Linked DNA regions of Sus scrofa: region 1 is linked to region 2. A link is a contact called in public Hi-C data. All regions are on one chromosome and are shown on one strand. Each heading gives the region's core, a stretch centred on a gene start, on an enhancer-like site or on the middle of the called end of the contact. The rest is flanking DNA. Distances are from core to core; before and after follow the strand shown. Region 1 overlaps LOC100154892 (gamma-crystallin F). Region 2 holds the start of METTL21A (protein N-lysine methyltransferase METTL21A).

Region 1 (5,104 bases), core at 2,225-4,724, 440 kb before region 2:
GATACCTTATTAGCATTTTTTTAAACCTCAGAATGGATTGCCTATGAGAACCTTTCCCCGTGCGGATTTAATGGTGGAAGAAAGAAGACACTGAGACAGTGGGTACCTGCTGGGAAGGAACAAGCAGATAAAACAAGTGCTCAAGAAGAGACAGACAGGATTTGCTTAGGACAAAGATTTTATATTCCCTTGATTCTGTGCAGGCTTCCTTCATGATCTTGAATTTCCATTTTTGTGTACTACCTAAATCGAATTCTCAGGAGCATATATTCAAGCTGAAGACTGAACCTAACTCCTTTATATACACTCTTGCTTTTTAGGATTTTAGAGCAGCAGGGCTGAAAGCAGAGAGGAAGGGATTAGGGATCACCTGGGCTGGACTCTTCCTGACTTGCCACCAATCTGTGACCTCTTGTGAGGGAAAAGCAATTTGACTTCTTTTCCCCCAGCTTTTTCTAATGCTATTATGATTATATATCTGTATGATTAATATAGATATATATTAATGTTACTCAAGTGTGGTACTAAGTAGGTACTAAATAAGGTTCATGTGGGTTGTGGCCCTAGAGACTCAATGGAGCACCCTGCATATCTTGATCTACGTGAATGATACCCTCTTCAGTTTTGCAGTGTACAAACTACTCAACTGTACACCAACTGTACCCAACTGTTGCCTTGATGTTGGCTGTCTTTTTAATTTGTCAGCTTTGATATAGAAAAGAGAAAGAAATACCCATTCCCCATGGGTGTGCATGACTGGCTGCTAAAGCCTAGGTTTTCTGACTCTTCCCCTTCGGCTGATGGCTGAACCCACAGACCAGCACCCACCGGCTGAGGGTCTACGAGCGAGAGGACTACAGAGGCCAGATGGTGGAGATCTCAGAGGACTGCTCCTCACTCCATGACCGCTTCCACTTCAGTGAGATCCACTCCTTCCATGTCCTGGAGGGCTGGTGGGTCCTCTATGAGATGCCCAACTACCGGGGGCGGCAGTACCTGCTGCGGCCGGGGGACTACAGGCGCTACCACGACTGGGGGGCTCTGGATGCCCGAGTGGGCTCCTTAAGGAGGGCCGTGGATTTCTATTGAAATGTTTTTACTCTACCCTTTTCTCCATCTGGAAGCTAATAAAATATTTCCTGTGTGTTTCATGCAGCCATGTAGCCCTCTTTTCCTTTCAGACTCCTCGAAAGGGCTCAGCAAAAATAAAGCTGGGAATAATGTGGACTTTCTTACACACATCCCTGGAAAGGGTGGTATGCAGTAGCAGGTAAGAGGACAGGCTCTGGAGCCAGAGTGCCTGGGTCCAAACAGGAGCTGTAGGCAATGGGGCAAGTTAGCACTCTTAGCATTTTTGGGTCTCAGTTTTCTAATAATATGAAGGTGGGGGTAATAATACTTTTCACGTCACAGGAATTTGATATAGATTAATTGAGTTAATAGTCATAATTCTCTTAGGCATGAAGTATCTGCTATATAATAAATAAGTACTTATAAGAGTTTCTTAGTTATTACTGAGTGTTTGGACCTTATACAATAGTGTTTAAAGCATCAACAATGGATTAAGGATCAGCTGTGACAGAATCATCTGAGACACTAAAGGTAGAGTCCTAGACCCCGCCCCACAGGTGATTCTTATGCAAATGAAATTTAAGAACCTTAGTTCTAAATCTAGTTTCTTGTAGTGCAGAATTACATCCAGAAAGACTGAACCCACTCCCTTTTTGACACTGGGCTCTGTACTAGGAAACAATAATGACTAGGAACTGGGTCGTTGTCCCCAAGAGCTCCCAGTCTAGTGGGAGAGCAGAATTATCCAAAAGCATTTTTGAAATAATTGTCTCAGAGGCCTGGCAGATACATGTATGTCTACAAGGCTGTGGGGTATTGAGGAAGAAGCCCAAGACACTTGTCAGAGTACTTGAGAAGCTCCTACGGCAGCTTCATCCATCACTAGCAAAGACGTTGAATTGCCACCACTTTGATGCCAGGTATCAAAGATTCTGCTTTGAAATTCTTCCGGTAAAATTTCTAACAGAATGCTAGGGAAAAGAAGTTGAAACAGAATCGTCATACCAACATGACCGATATAGCAGAAGGGTTTGAACTCTGAAATGTGACGGCAATTAGACTGCCTGAGTTTGAATCTCAAGTGTATCTTGTGCGATCAAGAGTCTCAGGTCAGGGTCCTCCAGACCAAGGATTCAGGAAAAGGTGATTTATGGGGAAATAGCCCCAGGAGGAAAAGTGAGGGAGTTAGGAAAGCAAGAGAAGGAAGAAAAAGCCAACTCAGCGGGATCCTTTGGAGAGCCCTGGAGCATGGAGCCTCCCTCCAAGTTTCTCCAGCCTGGAGGCTGAGGATCTGGAGGACCCACCTTTGCCATTGGTCATGGGGGAAGGGAGACCCAAAACTCCCAGAGCCTTTGGACTCTCCTTACGTGTGAGTGAGGGGCAGCCTTCGGAAGATTCCAGGGCGAGCATTAGCAGCGAAGCCTGCAGAAGCTGGGAGTGAGTACGTTGATCTGTCTTCACCAGAACCACTCTGGCCCTTCTGAGCGCTGAACCCAGCATTTGCACTGTGTCTTGGCCCAGAGCTATGTCTTCTTCTTTCATCTCTGAGCCTCCGACAGATCCATTTTTAACTGAGGAAACTTTGAATTCATGACTAAGATAGATTCCACATCCTTGTTCAAATATTTCCCTTGCTTCACCTTCAAGCTCACCACCAATTTGCTTAGGATTTCTCAACCAACTCTTTTTTTATCGCCTTCACATTTTTTCTTACCATTGTATATACATGGTTTTTTAAATGGATGACTCTCTCTTAGAAGAAAGGGACAGCTATGCCGCACCTTGTTGGCTGCCTTCCACTATTCCTCTATTCCTCTCTCGGTGTCTATAGACACATACGCTTATCCTCAGCCCACTGGTCTTAAAATGTCTCAGATCAATCTAGCTGTGTTTAGAGATTATGAAAATAAAGTCTGGAACATCTCATGGTACCAGGAAATAAGAAAATACTAAAAAAAAAAAAAAAAGAAAAATTAAAAAGAGAGACTCAGGGACCAATCCTCGTGTAACAAAAGCTGGAACTGTTGCAACAGCTCCAGCCCAGCTTGTCCTGGGCTAGCGAGGTTTCATTGTAACTGCTACCTCCCAGGAAGCTTTTTAATACTGTGACATGGTGACTAGCCACTTCCTCATTGCAGCTATCAGTTTTAATATCCGTTGGCTCGGAAGCAAACCCCCAAATTCCCTAAGAGGTATAATACACATTATAATTTTAGAGATAAGACCTAATTGGCACTGTTCAGATGATTCTCTGCTGAGGCCTTCTGATAGGAAAATACTGAAATTCTTTGCACATCTGGAATACAGATCCAGACAGGGAAAGCGGACTTGTTGGCACCGTGTAATATAACTCACACTTCAGTGAACAGGGATCAAGCAGCTGCTGAAAGGACAACAGGGTTGGAAGCCTGTCCTGCTGCTTTGAGATGTTTCTTTCTGCCATGAGGCCAATAATAACTGACAGCATTTATAGTGTTTCCAGTGCGGCAGGCACAGTGCCAATCACGTCACATCCCTTTGCTTGTTCCAATCTTTTTACAACAACCCTGTGAGTTAGGTCCTGGCCGTATCTGCATTTAACAAGGATACAAGTTCAGAACAGTTAAATGATTAATCCAGTGCCATATACAGATAGAAAGAGCAGAGCCCGAATTTAAAACCAGGTTTCTCTGACTCCGGAATGCTGGCATTTCGCCACTAGGTTATACAGCCTCCCTGCAGGAGGACATACTTTGAAAAAGGAAGATTGGAGAGTACCCGTTGTGGCTCAGCGGGTTAAGAACCTGTTATAGTGTCCTTGAGGATGTGGGGTTTGACCCCCGTCCTCACTCAGTGGGTTAAGGATCTAGCATTGCTGCAAGCTGCATTGTAGGTCACAGAAGGCTCGGAACTGGTGTTGCGGTGGCTGTGGCATAGGCTGGCAGCTGTAGCTCCGAATCGACCCCTAGCCTTGGAACCTCCATATACTGTGGGTGTGACCCTAAAAAGAAAAAAAGCAGAAGAAAAAGGAAGCTTGGGGGGTGGGAGGTCAGAAACATGTACAGTGCAATGGACCCTCAGCATCTGAAGGGGATGGGTTATAGGAGCCCCCAGGGGACCAAAATGCCCAGATGCTCAGATCCCTCCTATAAAATGGCTAGTACAGTTGGCCGTTTGCATTGGTGGGTTTGGCATCCGTAGATTCAATCAACTGCGGGTTGAAACTGGATGCCCCGATGGTGCAAAACCCACCAATGCAGATGGCCAACTGTTTATTGAAAAAAATCAAGGTCGTAGTGGACTTGAACACTTCACATCTGTGTTGGTCAAGGGTCAACTGTATACTAGTTCCCGGACATGCCATTTCTAGCAATAATTTACCTGAAGGTCAAAATCTTGTCCCAAATGAGAACTTAAGAGGCAGGTGGGGAGGCAGGAAAAGCACCCCACCTAGAGGATTGGAAATAGGGGAAAGAAGGATCTTTGAAATTCAAAAGCAAGAGATGTGTGGGAGTAGTTCAGGCCTGTAACACTCATGAAACGAGATTGGATGTTGTCATTTTATTTATTTTTTTGGCTGTGCCTGTGGCATGTAGAAGTTCCTGGGCTAGGGATCAAACCTGTGCCACAGCAGCAACCCAAGCCACAGGAGTAACGACACCAGATCCTTGGCCTTGAGTCGCCAGCGAGCTCCAGGATGTTGTCATTTTAGAAAAGGTCCATCGTTTTAGACAGGGTCACCAGCAAGATCATAAAGGACAGTGTGACTGTGGGGTCCCTGCTTCCAAGGGACATTCTTGCAATGCATTTGTAGACCTCAACCTATAGTGGTGTGCCCTCTGTGACAAGCCTATCTTCATCTGGGGAGACATGGGTTTGATAAACCACCACGGATCTAGGGCAGGATATCATAACTCACTGTCAGGCTCCTCCCAAAAGATGGCTTGGGAGTTCCTGTGGTGGCAGAACGGTAGCCATGAGAATGTGGGTTCAATGCCCAGCCCCACTCAGTGGGTTAAGGATCCAGTGTTGCCAGGAGCTGTGGTGTAGTTCG
Region 2 (5,575 bases), core at 2,442-4,941:
TCTGGTCACTGCTATGGTGTAGGTTCAATCCCTGGTCTGGGAACTTCCACATGCTGCAGGTGTGGCCAAAAAGAGACAAGAGATAAGTGTTGGCGAGGATGTGGAGAAAAGGAAAACAGTTATGCACTGTTGGAGGGAACGTAAACTGGTACAACCACTATGGAAAACAGTATGTTGGTTCTTCAAAATATTAAAAACAGGACAGATTTACCATATGATCTAGCAATCTCACTTCTGTGTATGTGTATACAAAGCAAATGAAATCACTGTCTGAGAGAGAGATCAGTACCCCTATGTTCACTGCAGAATTACTCACAATAGCCAGGATGTGGAAGCAACCTAAGTGCTTATCCATTGGTGAATGAATGAAGAAAATGTGATGTGTATGTGCGCACACACACACCAACCACACTGGAATATTATTAAGTCATTAAAAAGGAAATTGTGTCATTTTCAACAACATGGATGACTTTGAGGGCATTATGCTGACTGAAGTAAGTCAGACAAAATACCCTATGATCTCACTTTCACGTGGAATCTAAAAAGAATGAACTCACAGAAAAAGAGAACAGGGGGTGGTTGTCAGAGGCAGAGGGTGGGAGGGTGTAGGTGATCAAAAGTGATCCATACTTCTTTTTGTGGGTAAGTTCTGAGGATGTAATGTTCAGAATGGTAACTGTAGTTAACAGTGCTTTTATGTATTTGAAATTTACTAGGAGAGTAGACCTTAAAAGTTGTCTTCACAAGGGAGTTTCCACTGCGGTGCAGGGAGTTAAGAATCTGACAGCAGGTGCTCCCATTGTGGCACAGAGGAAACAAATCCAACTAGTATCCATGAGGGGGATCCAGCATTGCTGTGAGCTGTGGTGTAGGTTGCAGATGCGGCTCGGATCCTGCATTGTTGTGGGTGTGGCATAGGCTGTCAGCTGTAACTCCGATTTGACCCCTAGCCTGGGAACTTCCATGTGCCTCAATGCAGCCCTAATAAAGAAAAAAAAAAAGAATCCGACTACAGTGGCTCAGGTGGATCTCCTCCTGGCCCAGTGCAGTGGGTTAAAGCATCCAGCATTGCTGCAGCTTCACTGTAGGTTCCAGATGCAGACTGGATTCAATCCCTGGCCCAGGAATGTCCAAAAAAAAAAAAAAAAAATTCTCATCACAGGGGGAAAAAAACTAAGTGAAGTGATGATGTCAACTAAATTTACTATGGTAATCATTTTGCAGTATTTACATATATCTGGTAATAATGTCGTATACCATAAACTAATATGACATTACATGTCAATTATATCTCAATAAAACTGGGGAAAAAACATGCTCCACATCATATGTCACTAGGGAATTACAGATTAAAACAACAAGGAGATACCACTAAAAGCCCATCAGAATGGCCAAAATTCAAAACGATGACACCACCAAATGCTGGTAAGGATGTGAGCAACAGGAACTCTCGTTTCTGGTGGGATTGCTAAAGAGTACAGTCACTTCGAAACAGTTTGGCAGTTTCTTATAGAACTAAACACATGCCACTAGGAAATTACAAATTAAAACAACAAGGATACCACTAAAAGCCCATCAGAATGGCCAAAATTCAAAACACTGACACCACCAAATGCTGGTAAGGATGTGAGCAACAGGAACTCTCGTTTCTGGTGGGATTGCAAAAGAGTACAGTCACTTCGAAACAGTTTGGCAGTTTCTTATAGAACTAAACACACTCTTTCGGTGACTCAAGGATGATGCTCCTTGATATCTCCCCAAAGGACCTAGAAACTTACATCCACTGAAAAGCCCAGGAATGTTTATAGCAGCTTTACTCATAACTGCCAAAACCTGGAAGCAACCAGGATGTCCCTTAAAGGATAGATGGATAAACTGTACTACACTGGAATGTTTGTCATTTAGCACTAAAAAGAAAGAGCAAACAATAAAAAAAAGACATGGAGGAATCTTAAACGCACACTAAGTGAAGAGAGCCAATCTGAAAAGGCTACGTACTGAACCATTCCAACTATATGACGTTCTGGAAAAAGGAAAACTATGGATAGTTTAAAAAAAAAAAAATCTGTGGTTGCCAAAGTTGATGTGTAGAGGACAGAGGATTTTTTAGGAAGTACAACTAACTACTCCGTATGATATTATAATGGTGGATACACATCTTCTACATTTGTCCACGCTCACAACATATATAACACCAACAGTGAACTCTAATGCATAAACTGTGGTCTTTGGGTGACAATGATGTGTCAGTGTAGGTTTATCAGTTGGAGCAAATGTACCATCCTAGCGGGAGATGTTGATAATGAGGGAGGCTATGCATGGAACAGAGAGTGTGTGGGAAATCTTGCCAACGTTACTGTGAACTTAAAATTGCCCTCAAAAATAGAATGTATACATGTATGTGTGAGTGGGTCACCTTGCTGTACAGTAGAAAATGGACAAAACACTGTAAACCAGCTATAATGAAAAAATAAAAATCATTATAAAATAAAAAACATTGCTCTCAAAAATAAACTCAATCACATAAAAAATTAATAATAAAGAAGCAAAGCTAAAGAAAAAAAAAAGAGTAAAAGACCTTCACCAGTGACCTTCAAAGTTCCGTTCAAATCAACTTTGCAGTCCCAGGGCCCCACCCACGCCTCCCTCCTCCAGGAAGGAAAAGGAAATGTGGACAGAGCCCGGCACGCCCCCTGCGGGATGCGAGGAGAGGGGGTGGTTTAGGTCTGGCTCAAGCTTCTAACCAGTGGCCGCGGGGCGCAATCACCAGGAAAGCTCTAAAAAAAAATGCCAAGGCTCGGGTCCCACCGCACACCAGCTGAAACTTTCCCCTGGCAGAGTCCTGGTCTGCGGAGATGAAAAGCGCTCCGGTTTATTCCAACGTGCAGGGAGAGCTGAAAATCGCCCTCTCCTGAGAGTGCGGCGGCGGGGGGGTCACGGCGGCTGGGAGTCCAGATCCGAGAAGAGAAAGAATCTTTCGGAGAGAAGGATGCGGCCCCTGCCGCCGTCACATTCTTGGGTGCTCACTTCAAGCTGAGCGCTTCCCAAGGGCCTGCGGCCAGGTGCCACACTCTCAGCAACTTTCGTCTGGAGAACGGGTGTTCGTTCCCAAGCCAGGGGCGCTAACTTTCTGTCCGGGGAGGAAGGAAGACCTGGACCTCCGGTCTACACCGGGCGCCCCGCTCGGCTTTTGCTCTCTAGTTGAGAAGGGCTTTGTCACGTTTCCCACTCTACCGCCACGGAGCGCCGGATTGCACCAATTCGAACCTCACTTTGCTAATACAAGGACGGATGGGTGACCACGTATTCTTTGGAGCGAATTTTCTCCTACACCCGCTAACTAGCCACCCTTAAAACTAAAAACAGGCAAACACACACGTTTAAGAAACACACACAAAAAGACGCGCGCGCCAAAACGAGCGCATAGATAAGCGGCCCCAGCACCAGGTGGGCGGCCTCCCACTCCCCGGTCGCCACGGTACCCACGCCTTCGGCGCTCCCGCCCGCGGCTCTGCACCTCGCTCTCCCGGGCCCCCCGGGAAACTGACTTGGCCGCAATCCCCTGGGGACCCACGCGGGGGAGGGCCCGCCCCCAGCCAGCACTTGTCCTGGGAAGGCGGGGAGCTGGGAAGGCGGGGAGCCGGAAACGCGTGGCCCCAGCGCGGGCTGCCCACCTCCGCGCGCGGGTCATTTCCGCCGCCGACCTCGGGGCGGGGAGAGCAACGCGCGCACCAACCCGGCGCCGCCTCGGGAGCCGTAGGTAGAGGGGAGGCTGCGCTGCCGGCCGGGGTGTGTAGCCCGCCCGGCTCTTGGGACGCTGAGCGCGCCTTCGGCCTTCGGCAGGGAGGCCGCGGGCGCTCCCGAGATGGGGCAGGAAGCCCGCGCGTCTGGGGATCCGTAGCTCCCGGCCCGATCCCGCCGGTTCCCGCAGCTTTGGGGCCCGCGGGAAGGACGTACGTACCTGTCGGACCTTCAGTGGGGCGGGCGGGGGTCAAGACTATGAGGAGGTCTCCGAGCCGCGGTGCCCCAATCTATCCTGGACCCGGGGTCTCGCTCGCTGAAAGCGACTCGGAATCCACTAGCGTCTTTCACTTCCAGTGCAAGAAATGTAACTGCGTTGAGCGTGTATAGCCGGCTGGTGTCGTAAAGCGGGATAATCTTACCGTTAACCCTTCATTTAAGTTCAGACGTCTGTGGGGTCGCTCTTGAACGCAACGATTTAGAGAGAGCAAGGAAGACCAAGAAAGAAACAACAATATAATGCCCTGCCCAACGCAGCGGCTTGCAGCTGCAGTCTACACGGGCCCCGGCAGTTTAGAAAGCGCTACTTTCTCCGCAGTCCTGGGCTGTCACCTCTACTTTGCTCACTCTTCGCTCAGCTGCGAATTCGTCGAGCGGCTACAGCACGAACTCAGAGCGATATCTCACTTCCCAGAAGAGCCATGTAAAAGGAATGAGACAAAGGCTTCTTTCCTCGAGTGTTAATTATTTTGAACTCGTAAAATGACCTTAAGAAAGCAATTGTAGCTACTTAAGAGGTAATAATACTTTTTCTGGCTAGAAGCATCACGCAGAATTCTTTTGCTCCACAGCTTTGAGGGAGCAGGGAGCTGGGCTCGGACGAGATGGCCCTGGTGCCCTATGAGGAGACCGCAGGAATGGGGCTGCAGAGATTCCACAAGCCTCTTGCCACCTTCTCCTTTGCAAACCACAGGATCCAGATCCAGCAGGACTGGAAGCAGCTGGGAGTCGCTGCCGTGGTTTGGGACGCGGTAAGTAACCCCCGGGGGGAGCCTCCAGCAACTGATTATAAGACTGGTCTTTATTTTTTTTTAATAATAGTTTTATTGGGATATAATTCTATACCGTACATTTCATCTATTTAAAGTAGTTTGGTTTTTGTTTTTTTTTTTCTTAAGTAAATCCACGGAGTGGCCCAACTGTCGCCACACTCAATTGAAAACATTTCATCATCCCACTCCCTTCAAAAAAATTTCTAGGAGTTCCTGTAGTGGCACAGTGGTTAACAAATCTGACTAGGAACCATGAGGTTGAGGGTTCGATCCCTGGCCTTGCTCAGTGGGTTAAAGATCTGGCATTGCTGTGAGCTGTGGTGTAGGTTGCAGACGCGGCTCAGATCCTGTGTTGCTGTGGCTTTGGCATGGGCTGATGGCTACAGCTCCAATTCGAACCCTAGCCCAGGAACCTCCATATGCCACAGGAGCGGCCCAAGAAAAGGCAAAAAGACAAAAAAACAAAACAAAACAAAAAAAACTATTAGAATCAATTCCCTGTTCCCTTACCACCAAATAGATTGTGTTTTAAGGGTGAATAAAGAAAGCTGAGAGAAACGAAGTGACTTGCCAGCAATTTACCCATTGGGAAGAAGGAAGACTGAAAAGAAAGCTGGAGACCCTGTTTGGGACACTCATTCATTTAGGTTTCACATTAAGTTTAACGTTGCACAAAGAATATTGTAAAGTAACGAAGCCGAAAGTGACGAGCATGTGTTTTCTTGAAGTTTTCCATAGTTGTAAGGATCAAACAATTATACCATAATTGCTTCTTTTTCCTC

Evidence for each region. A called contact is a pair of places that touch in the nucleus more often than the background predicts.
Region 1: a Hi-C map of retroperitoneal adipose tissue shows a contact between it and region 2, with 2.2 times the contacts expected there. The contact joins the enhancer-like site here to the promoter of METTL21A in region 2. A contact is called at or near these places in 12 of 47 Hi-C or Micro-C datasets (alveolar macrophages, embryonic fibroblasts, epiblast stem cells and 8 more).

Annotation. Positions count from the first base shown.
Region 1 is chr15:111,227,556-111,232,659 of Sscrofa11.1, reverse strand. LOC100154892 (gamma-crystallin F) reads left to right here. Exons shown (of 3, transcript XM_001928752.5): 3 at 817-1,099. The coding sequence ends at 1,089. Among named protein-coding and RNA genes, the nearest start is that of PLEKHM3, 44 kb to the right of the region's middle. Within about 2 kb of position 3,474, at least 10 of the 83 cell types and tissues checked have an H3K27ac peak or open chromatin away from gene starts, as enhancers often do. A contact at or near this core is called in embryonic fibroblasts, where this site is marked.
Region 2 is chr15:110,787,582-110,793,156 of Sscrofa11.1, reverse strand. It overlaps METTL21A (protein N-lysine methyltransferase METTL21A), which reads left to right and starts at 3,691. Exons shown (of 4, transcript XM_003133611.4): 1 at 3,691-3,953; 2 at 4,593-4,772. The coding sequence starts at 4,626.